Regions from separate parts of the Mus musculus genome. Here region 2 is linked to region 1. Evidence: chromatin contacts called from public promoter capture Hi-C data. All regions are on one chromosome and are shown on one strand. Each heading gives the region's core, a stretch centred on a gene start, on an enhancer-like site or on the middle of the called end of the contact. The rest is flanking DNA. Distances are from core to core; before and after follow the strand shown. Region 1 holds the start of Dclk3 (doublecortin-like kinase 3). Region 2 has its middle 3.2 kb from the start of Gm36251.

Region 1 (5,884 bases), core at 1,428-3,927:
GCTGCTACCAATGCTGCTGGTAAGGAACAGTGGGAGGAGGAAGCACACTAAGAGTGAGAAGGCTCTCAGACATGGTGGCACATATCTGTAATCCCAGCACTCGAGAAGTGGAGGCAGAAGGATCATGAGTTCAAGGCCAGCCTCCGGTACATATATAGTTCAAAGTCAGCCTAGTTCACATGAGAGCCTCCTCCCAAAAACAAACATGGAAAGAAATCAGGGAGGGAGGGAAGGAGGGAGGGGGGACATGTGCTGGTTAGTTATTTTGGTCAAGTTGACACAAACCAGGGTCATTTGGGAAAAGGGGCCTTCAATTGAGAAAATGCCTCCATAAGACTAATAGTAAGTCTGTGGGCATTTTCTTGATTAATGATTAACGTGGGAGGGCCCAGCTCATTGTGGGCAGTGCCACCTCTGGACAAGTCAGCCTGGGTTATATAAGACCAAGACATAGGGACAAACCACTAAGCAGCATTCCTCTGTGACCCCTGCTTCTGCTTGTCCACAGGTTCTTGCCCTGAGTTCCTGTCCTGATTCCCTGTCATAGCGGACTGTAACCTATAAGCTAAAATAGACCCTTTCCTTCCCAAGCTGCTTCTGGCCATGGTGTTTATGACAGCAAAGAAGAGCAAACTAGAATAGGAGGGAAATGATTCCATGTTCTGTGGTTTGTTTCCTTGGTTGGTTGGTTGGTTGGTTGGCTGGTTAGTTGGTTGGTTGGTTGGTTGGTTGGTTGGTTGGTTGGTTTTGCTGTTGTTTCTCAGAATCAGACCCCAAGGAGGAATCCCTATGACAGGGAGTGAGTGTATTCATTGTTGTTCACAGGAAAGAGTGGTTGAGAACTGCAGAAGCCAGCTAAGACCCAAAAGCAAGCCGAGTGAGGGAAGCAAGACCCTCAAAGATCCTTGGGAGTTAACCATGTAATGACAAAGAAACTTAATGATAAACAAAGAACATCACGCCTCACTCAGTGTCCTAGTGAGGAGCCTAGGAGGTGAGCTAACTAATGTTCTCCTCAAGACCCATTAGTTGTCAGTCAGGGGCTGCCCCAGAGAGATGTGCACTTACAGCCAGTCCTTGCTCTGAACATGTAACAGCTGAGCAGCGCAAAGGTCAGCCTCCAGTGGAGGTAGGGGGTGACTTACAGCTCAGAGCCAAGTACTCGGGGCTCTAATGTGCCACAATAGGACTGTGGAGAGAGAGCTGGTCAGTAAGTATAACTCAGAAATCACAGCTGCCTCCCTTTGCCCTTCCTCCCGTGGCATCGCGCTAACAATACTATCACAGAGAACTTGCTTTGCTGAAGTTGGGAGTAGACAAACCAGCACTCCACAGCCCTGTTTCCTCCCTGGGGCTCTGCTTTCTCCCCCCCCCCCCCAGGAATAACGTGTCCCTACCTAGAGCTCTGGGAACCTCGCTTCTCTGTGATCCTTAGCCCAACACTAGCCCCAGTAGATCACCCCTGTAAAAGCCAACAGACCCCCCTCTGCAGGCCCCAAAACAGTCTCCTTAATGCCAGCATATGTTATAAGAGCGGTTGAGAGTGGGACCTAGCTCCCACTGGACGGCTATCAACCATCAAGTAGAGGACAGAGAATGGTCTGGACTCAGAAGGAGTGAGGCAGAGAAATGACTCACTATATGGAGCAAGTAACAACCTAATTCCCTCCACAGCTTCTCAGCCCCACTCCCAGCAGGCACATACTCTGGGAAGGTGTCCCCAGACGCCTCTGCCCGGCCCGGGAGCTGCCTCATCCTTTCTCCACCACACCTCGCCCCCAGAGCCAGACGTGGAAAGGAGTGAAAACGTGGGGCTATATTTGAAATGAATTGATGGTTCTATTTCTCCCGCTCTGATCTAGCCTGCTAATTCCCAAACACTCTGCCTGTACTGTTTCTTTCTAACCCCCCTTTGTTCTTCTGTGACTCTCTGGCTAGAAACAGCGCTCTGGAAAGCAGGGTTCAGTAAACCTCTCCACAACTCTTGGATGACCTTTGACAAGGAGGTAGCTCTAGAGCTTCAAAACAGAGGTTCTTTCAGAAAAGGATGGAATGAGGGACGTCTCTGGGTGACTAGTGCCTCCCCCATGAAGATTAATCAACGACAGCTCCCTCTGTGGTGACTCTTCCTGCAGCCTCCTGCACCTGCCCAGTATGTTTTTCCAGGAATGGCGTTCTGATTGCCCAGAGGGGAACCGCTCAAGCTGGTGTCACCCCCTAGCAAGTTTCCCGTTGTGTAGAGGGGTTGCACAAGTACACACATGCACACAACAGACTCACGCAGAGCACACATGAACTCAAATCGCAAGCCTGCACACATGCCTGCACAGTGCATCCCCGTAGGGTCTGCCTCTGCTGCCCCATCGCTCAGAGTGGGGTTCCCGACAGTCACCGAGGGCACTTACCCGGAATGGGAGGCGCAGGGCGACTGGGTGCCGGCGGGGCGGGGGTCGCTGGCGGCGGCGGCGGGCGCAGGACCGGCGCGGCTGGCATGGTTGGCGGCCTGGCTGCAGGTGGCAGCTCTTGGACGTGGCCCGACGGCGGCCAAGCGGGCGCAGGAAGGCGCCGGGACTACTCGCTGCACAGAGCGATCCAGGTCTCCTCTTCCTTTAGGTTGCTGCTGGCGGCAGCCACGGCGCAAGGACAGTCTCCTCAGCGCGAGCTTGACAACCGCGCTGCCGCCGCCGCCCCGCCCCGCCCCTCCCCGCCTCGCCCCGCCTCGCCCTAGGCCACCCGGGGGCGGTGGAGTTGGCAGTGAACTTGAGCAAGCAGGGCGCTCCAGGAGAGCTAGCTGGACAGCCAGTACCCCACAGGATCTCTTCTCTCTCTCTCTCTCTCTCTCTCTCTCTCTCTCTCTCTCTCTCTCTCTCATATCTCTCTCTCTCATATCTCTCTCTCTCATATATCTCCTTCCTACCTCCTTTCTCTCTCCTTCCTTCCCTCCTTCCTTCCCTATTCCCTCTGCCAAGGCTGTTCCAGCTAAGGGACTAGGGGACTGGTTTTGACTTGAGGCTCTACAGTGCTCTCAGTGGGTGACTCCCAAGTCAAGGAGGTCTGGAACCCCAGCAACCCTGCCTCTCCCTGCAGCACAGAGGCCAAACTGTAGGTACGCCACCAAAACGTTCTTTTTGCACCCAGAATCAAAGTTAGGACACAGTGGTTCCAACCCAGGAGGGGAAGAGAGTCAAATAGACGGAGCTTTAGGGATCAGATGCTGAGTCTCCTGCCTTGTGTGGCAGAAGTCAAGCAACACCTGATGGTGGATAACCATCGTTTCCCTGTAGTTTGGCTTAACACACTCGGCAGTAGGGGTCTTGAGCTCTCAGCTCAAGACAACACACCACAGTGCATTTATCCCACACGTTGCTGCATGCTGTGGGGAAAACTAACTGTTCACATATTCACAACCCCCCCACCTTATTAACAGAACACCAATTTTAGCTGAAGACATTGCAACCCTCAATAAAGACTGCATTTCCCAGCTGCCCTGGTGCCAAAACTAACCAATAAGAAAAGGTCTTGGCCAGTGAAATATAACTGGGAAGCTTTGTGTGAGACTCTCAAAATGGTTTTGAGGCTCATAGATGCTTTCCGTGGTCCCGTTCCACCTCCTGCCTCACCTGGCATTCAAATATGGTATCTATAGTATGTTAGATTACAGGAGTAATTTCTCGTTCCATCTTTTAATAGACTTAGACCACCTACCTGTATTAGATAGTCTCATTACTGTGACAAAACACATAAGCTAACCAGTAGCCAATTTTTTAAATTATTTTTTATTATTTTAAATTATGTGCACAAGTATGTGTTGGGAGGTGCACATTGGTGTAGGTGCCCACAGATTTTTGCAGAGGATGTCCAAGCCCCTGGAGCCTGAGTTATAACAACCAACTTGTGAGCCATCTCTTGTGGGTCTGAGAACCAAATTCAAGTCCTCTCCAACACAAGGGAGTACTCTTAAGCACTAAGCCATCTCCCTAGCTCCCTGAGTTCATGCTTTAAATGGAAGAAATATTTGTTTGGATCATAGTCTCAGAGGTTTCAATTCATGCTTGCTTGGCCCTGGTGGTGGTGCAGCATGTCATGACAAGAACACAAGAAGGAAGAGATTTATTTATTAGATCTTGACGGCCAAGAAGCAAAGACAAGAAAGTGCTGGGGCCCCGGTATCACTTCAAGGGTGTGATGCCAGTGACCTAACTTCCTCCCACTAATTGGCATACCCAAATGGCCTGCCACCACAGGCTAGAGAGTAGGCCTTCAACCCCTAGGCTTCTGGGGAAGATCCAAGATCCAAATCACAACCACACCCTTTGTCCCTTCAAACCACAGTATTTCTCTGCATCATGTCTGTCATTGTGGCCATCTTTCTTAAATGACCAATGGGGTGCTATTGGATGTGTATCCTCCTGGACTCACTCCCTAGGATCTGCTCCTCCTGGCCAAGGAGAACATGGAGAAACATGAATCAGGCCTCAGCATCAACCTACAGCTAACATTTGACCTGATTTTAGAGCTACTCCATAGGACTGGAGACCTAGAAGTGACAGAGATAAATGCCCATAGTTACAAACAATTACGTTCTGAGCTATTGTGTCCCTCAAGATTATTGCAGCAAAAGCTAGCTAATATGGTGTCCCACAATACTGGAGCCTTCTTGGATTAAATGGTTGCCTTAAAATTTTAAGACAAGCCCAAAATATTATAGACCAATAAAATAGAGGTTGGGGTCCCACATGACAGTGCAAAGCTACGCCAATAGTATATTTCCCTTTTTAAAAGAGAATGCTTCCTTGTATATCTAAGCTGCTACAGTCCTATTACCTAAGAAATGATATTTTTGCCAGTTCTTCAAAGTAAAATATTTTTCACACACACACAAAACAAACAAACAAACAAACAAACAAACATTGAATACAGATCTAGGCAGTCATTTAAATGCAAAATAGAGGTCTAAGAAGGAACTCCATGCTCACAGTAAGCCACTGAACTAAAGATAATTTGGCATAGCTCAAGGGAGTGCAACAGTGGCCATGGAGCCTGTCCAAGGCATAGGGCTACTTTGGTCTCCAGGAAGTAAGCTCACTCATAGCTCCAGTTAAGCAGAAGAGTCAAAGGCGTTTAAGGATGTCTAAGGAAATCTCTTAGGGGGCTGGAGTAGGGGTTGAGGGGGGCCACTCAGTGGTTAGAACACTGGCCACACAGGGCTGGGCGCTAGAGTTTGGATCTCCAGATCCTACTTCAGTACCAGGCTGGAATCACAACTCACCCTCCCAGTTTCAGAGGCAGAGATTGGGGGATCTTCAGGGGAAGCTAGATTACATAACCGGCCATATTGTCCAGCTAAGTTCTGGGTTCAAGAGACTCTGCCCCAATAAATAGTATGAGAGAGTGATCAAAAGGGTTCTCAATTCAACACTGGGTCTCTCTACTTGCAAGTCTTTCAAAAGCAGCAAGGCCTTACCCAGAAACACTCCTCACCGTGGCGTGTCTCAGGATCTGCCTTCTCCAGAGAAAGAAGACCCCCACCCAGCATATGTATTCTAATTATCTTTGTTGAGGAGGGGCTTGGAGATGTTTCCTGGAAGACTACCCTGACTGGGATGCCACTGTGTGTTTAAGGGTAACTTAGAAGAGAGATTTTGGTGGAGATCATGGAACCTCTAAGAAAAAAACTCTCTGTTCCCAGAATTACATGGAGGTGGGGAGAGACTCCCAATGGGAGCTTCAGAAAGTGAGAAAATGGGGACTCTCCCGTGACAGAGCTCACTTGTTTAATGAGCCTGCAGTGGGCACTTGGTCTCCTCATCAGATTGACAGAATATTCTTAGATGTCTCCTCCCCGAAACCACTACCATCATCCTCATCTCCCCAGCGAAACTTG
Region 2 (5,884 bases), core at 926-3,425, 1.7 Mb before region 1:
TTGTAACCTACATTGGTAGAAATCTACAGAACAATGAAAGAGAAGTTGTAAATAAGGCTTGTATATGTCACTGAGGTCCTCATGGGACCCTAACATGTCCACCTTCTGCTTTAAAACAGATCTAATTATTCATAATAATTTATTTATTTATTTAGTATGTATGTATATATGTATGTATATGCAGCTATGTACAAAAGGATGCAGTGGTCATAGAGGCCAGAAGAGAGAATATCCCAGGAACTGTAGGTACAGAGTCGTGGACAACCCCAAGCAGGTTCTGCGAATCAAACTCAGGTCTTAAGTAAAAAGACCAAACACTCTGAACCACTGAACCTTTTCTCCAGCCCCAAGATGAAGGATTTTGTTTGGAGACTGGTCTTCCTGTGTAGTCCTGGATGACCTGGAACTTGGCACGTAGACCAGCATGACCTTGGCACGTAGACCAGCATGACCTCGAATTCACAGGGATTTGCCTACCTTGTCTTCCTAGTGCTGGAATTACAAGCATGTGCACCACCCCCCCCCTTTGCTTGAAAATCTAACCAAAGCAAAGACATTTAAGAAGCCTGCTCCATAAGATCTCTACTGTAGCCATTGTCAGATGACACCATTTAGGAGGTGGAGCAAGAGATAGGCAGTTGAATTAATCAGGAGAGTTCATGGTTCTACAGAAATGAAACTCAAAATACTCCAGGGGAACGTTCTCTTGGTTGTGGAGAGAGGCTGAGGTCAAGTGGGAAGACCACAAGATAGGAGAGGGTTTAAAGACCCCAGAATGCCTTACAGCAGAAGAGCTTCTAAAAGTAGGAGGACTCAAACACTGGAAGGTTAACTATTAGTTATTAACTGACAGAAGAAACCCAATAAAGTCTTGTTGAAAACCCCTTGCCACAAAAAATGCATAAGAAAGAACATAAGCTTTTTAATATAAACTCAATATACAAGTCTTCTTACTCAGACTTTGGTCTCAGTGGAAGTGTGGGTCCTTTCTTGTTCATTTATTTCCAGCATTGTGCAATGTTAGGTATGTTCTTAGTTCCTGTGCAATGCTCACAAACTCAATGATCACAAACAAGACAAAGGGACGAGATTTCTGTGAACAGATTGCAAAGGGTCCTAAGAACATGAAGCCCTTACAATAAGTAAATGGTTAGTGGTGTGGATTTGGCACTTATGTCTTCACTAACATTTTATTGTAAATCTATTCATAATGTGTGAGTTATTTTTCTGTTGATTTGATTAAAATACCATGGGCAAAAGCAACGTAAGAAAGAAAGGCTTTATTTTAGCTCATACTCCTAAGAAGGACAGACTCCATCTTAGTGGGCAAGGCAAGTGATGGGTTACAGGAACAGGAAGCTGATATATCACGTCTCAGTTCTGCACAGGGAGGAGAGAGAAAGAGTGTGTGTGTGTGTGTGTGTGTGTGTGTGTGTGTGTGTGTTTAACAGGAAGCAGGGTGATACTATAAACCCTCAAAGTCCACTCTGAGGAACATACTTACCTCCCAGTAAGGTGCCACTTTCTAAAGGTTCCATAATCTCCCCAGTGTCGCCAACTAGGAAACAAGTGCTTAATTATATGACCCTGGGGGGGGGCATTTCTCATTAAAACTACAAGACATAAAGTGACAGAAATGAACTGCAACCTTAGCTATTAGTGCTATGGCTTCTTCTTTTGGACATCGCGTGAACACTCAAATATCATCTTGGAATAAAGAGAACCATGGCTCAGTAGCCATGGCAACCAAATAAACAGGATAATACATTGATAACTATGGCCATGTTGATATAGCTGCTAACACTCCCTATTAGAAGTCAGGGAGGACATAGCAGCCTGATTTGGGATGCTAGCCATTCCTTCCTTCTGCCTCCCACCGCAGCTGCAAGTGATCTTTGGAAATGCTAGAATAAGTAAGGAAGTAGAGGTTTAACCGAGGGCATCTGTGATGTTACTACCATGAGGTCATCATCCAAGGTGGGGTGAGTCGTTTAGGGGTTACCACGCTTCAGTGTATAACCCTTTACCCATGTCCCTGAAAGTATACCTATAAACTCATTAGATTACCAAGTTAAACTTGGGTTGAATTCTTCCTTTGGTCTGCCCCAGTGTTTCATCTGGCATAAGTAGCCATGTGCTCATATCTCCCAGGGGTAAGGTTGGTTCAACAGTTGCATGCAGGAATCATTAACATAGAAACAAACAAAGCTTGGAGCCTGGAGTAGTATTTATGGAGACGAGTGTTAGCATCTAGCATTGTGATTTTACAGGTAGACAACCAGGATGAGTAAACGAATTTCTGTGCACCTCAGGTTTCTCATCTGCTACATGGGGGCTCAGAGATTGATAAGGGTCAAAGAGTCTAAAACACTTGGCATGGCTCCTGGCATAATTGGAGAGCTAAAGCATATTGGTTGTCCATCGCTTTCCTCTCACCCCAGTCCTGTTTTTAACTTCATTGTTGTTTCTCTAATCTAGTGAGAGTTAAGAGTTAAGAAACATGTCTAAAGGAGATATTTGTAATTTTGTTGTGTGCTTCACCCCTATTCATTTCATTTGAAACCAGAATGGAAGCAAATAGACATCATGAAATACATCGCTTGAACTAGGGTCAGGCATAGGTAAAATGGCTAATAACTTGTGTCCTTGAAGCTGTTTGTAATTGCTGGTAGCGATTGCTGCATTTTTAAAATTAATACTCATGAAAGCTTAACACTTGGCCTGAGCAAGGAGTTTTCGAGAGTTAGGTCTCGTCATGTCTCAGGCATGGTGGAGCCTGACGCAGGGGGTTAAGGGCCTGTGCTTCACTGAAGGCTTCATTGCAAAACTACAGAAACCAACCAGAAAGACAAGGGAGAAACTCCTCTTCTGATCCTTAGGAAACAGCTAGCTAGGCATAGAAGACAGGCAGGAGGCGGCAGGGAGGGAGTAATGATGGCTGCTCTGTCTGGCCTCTGTGCGGCACTCAGCCTTCCTGGTGGACTCTAAAGATAGAAGGAAGGTAAAGGTGAAGGTAGAATGTCTCCTGCAGGTTGTCCTCTGACCTTCACACACACACACACACACACACACACACACACACACACACATTCAAACACACACACACATTCACACACACGCTCTCTCTCTCTGTCACACACACACACACCACATACACTCTCACACACACAAACACACACATGCACACACTCACATACAAACACACACACTCACACACAATACACATGTACACACTTACACACAATACACATGCACACACTCACACACATGCACACACACAAATACACGCATTCATACACATGCATACACATGCACACATACATAACACACACATGCTTACACACTCACCCACAGTACACACATGCATACATACTCATTTACAGTACACACATACACACATTCACACACATGCGCACATTCACACACACAGGCATATACACTCACATAATACATACATGCACACACACTCACGTGCATATATATACATACATATTCACACATACACATATGCACATACACAAACACAAACATGCACACACGCATACATCATACACTAACTAAATATCTAATTAAATTTTTAATTGAAATAAAGAAAAGAGACTCTCTGCCTTCCCTTTGCTTAACAGATTGTTAAAACACTGGACCCTAAGAACTTGGAATTTCCCTAGGAACCTCAAACCTTGAGGAGAAAAGCCTGGAACCTGAAGGGCAACTTGTGTCCCAGGAAGTTTTTCACACAACTTGTCAGAGAACTTTCCAGGAAAGAACTGGGGGAACTGGGAGGCATCTTGGTTTGATCAGAACGGTTTGCTTTGCGTACCTCAGGTCAGATGCAAACCTCTGGCTGGGGAAGTGGCTCAGTGGATAAAGCCCTTGTCTCCCAAGCCTGAGGTCCTGGATTTGAGTCTCTAAAGCCCACAACATCTGGATGCTATCATGTGTCCGTATTCCCAGTGCTCTTGTGAGACAGAGAATGGGAAGCAGAGTTCTGGCTGCTCAAAGACCAGGTAGCCTGACGTGCACAGCAAGGGAATAGAAAAGAGAGACTGCCTTAAACACAGGAGAAGATAAGACTCCACACCCAAGATTTTCCTCTGATTTCAGTATATGAGCTGTGGTAAACGGACACCATGGCATGTGTGTCTGCACACTGACACACCGACACACAGCCACACACACTGTCACACACACATGCACACACTCATACACACACACTCTCATTCACACTCTAATACATTCATGTACATACACACACGCACAGTCATGCACACAGTCGCACACACTTATACATACCATACACAAACACTCATATGCATATACTCACATTCCCCATATACACACTAATACAAGCACTCATATGCACACACTCTCTCATATACTCATAAACATGCACATTCACATATACAGTCATATACACATATATACTCATACACATAGAATCAGGCACAGATACTCATAACCTCCCACATACACACTTATGCACACAATTGTCCATATACACATGCTCACACACACTCTCATACACATACACACACCCACACATGCTCATATGTACACACACTCTTATATACACACAATATACATTCACACACAACCATATATACTCATACTCTACACAACACACACTCACTCTCACACACACAGAGGATAGAAAATGAAGCCTTATATATAGCAGAACTCTCAATATAGATTTGAATGGGTGGCCTCAGGCCCTTTGTTCCTCTTCTCAATGTGTCCATATTGATTAACCCTCCTCTATCTGCTTTTCTCTGTATTTTCTCAGCCTGTTGAGGATAGTTGCTATACCTGGCTGGTTAAGACAGGCAGGGCCCAGATTCTGACATGAACAACTCTGGAACAGCACTACCAACTCATTTGCCCTGGGTCAAGCAGACTGGCACCAGAAACACTGAGTAAGGTAGGTAGTTGTTCTTTATACCCCAGAGCAGCACTGTCCAGTAGAGGAATAGTCTGAGCCATTTGTATTCTTCTGGTTGACCCGTTAGAAAAGTGAAACAGAATAGTGTATTTTATTTAACTCATTTTATCAATCATGTCCTGAAAGCATGTAATTAATATCAAAGTTATTAATGACATTACACATTCTTATTTCTGCAGTGGTAAATTTCCTTTGTGGTTGGTGAATATCGTATTGAACATTCAAGGGGCTTGCCTTGTCAGTGGCTGGTGCATCCCCATTTCCCATTGCAATCACAGTGCAGAGTATGGCAAAGCAGATGCACACATGTCTTCTGAGCAGGCAGGGAGTGAGGATTTCAGAGTTTTGTGGCCTTAGGTTGCAAGGTTCACGGTGCTGCTCACAGACCTGGGCATGGGCTAGCCTCCCACTTGCCTGAGTAATTTTTTTTCAAATGGTCATTGTGATAGTGTTTGTCAGAGTCCAGGAGAAAGGATGGACAATGCGACTGAAGTGCTCAATACCCCTCTTGCTTGGCAGCCATCAGTGTCCATCTCTATACCTGCCAAGGGAGTGCCACCCCATAGGGAGAAGAGAGGTCCACTGACCACACTTAGCTTTTCACCTCCTTATAAAGAAAGGACTCCAAGGATTAAAACTCTTAGGACTTAAATTCCAAGTACACTGTCCTCACAGATGGAGATGTTAGCTTGAAAGTTTCTCTCCTTTTTTCTCCCTTCTTTCCATCTCCTTCCTTCCTCCCATCCCTCTTCCCTCTCTTTACTTGAGAGCTTCTCCCAGGACACTCATAGTCCTCCCTCTCAAGTCTTTCTGGGCTTGGGTGTGGGCTTCACCATACAGAACTACTGAATCTGTAGCCCACTTTAGCAAAGCCAACTCTGTTTACAGCATACAGAAGTACCTGCTGGGGTTAAAGCACACAGCATCCCTGAGTCCTGTGCTCTT

The links. Promoter capture Hi-C pulls out the DNA fragments that hold promoters and counts their contacts.
Region 2: a contact with region 1 is called in a promoter capture Hi-C map of liver, with 5 times the contacts expected there. The contact joins the enhancer-like site here to the promoter of Dclk3 in region 1. A contact is called at or near these places in 5 of 39 promoter capture datasets (hippocampal neurons, liver, pre-B cells and 1 more).

What each region holds. Positions count from the first base shown.
Region 1 is chr9:111,435,874-111,441,757 of GRCm38.p6, reverse strand. Dclk3 (doublecortin-like kinase 3) reads right to left here and starts at 2,677. Exons shown (of 5, transcript NM_172928.5): 1 at 2,406-2,677. The coding sequence starts at 2,493.
Region 2 is chr9:113,123,677-113,129,560 of GRCm38.p6, reverse strand. No RefSeq gene overlaps it. Among named protein-coding and RNA genes, the nearest start is that of Gm36251, 3.2 kb to the right of the region's middle. Within about 2 kb of position 2,175, at least 2 of the 459 cell types and tissues checked have an H3K27ac peak or open chromatin away from gene starts, as enhancers often do. A contact at or near this core is called in liver, where this site is marked.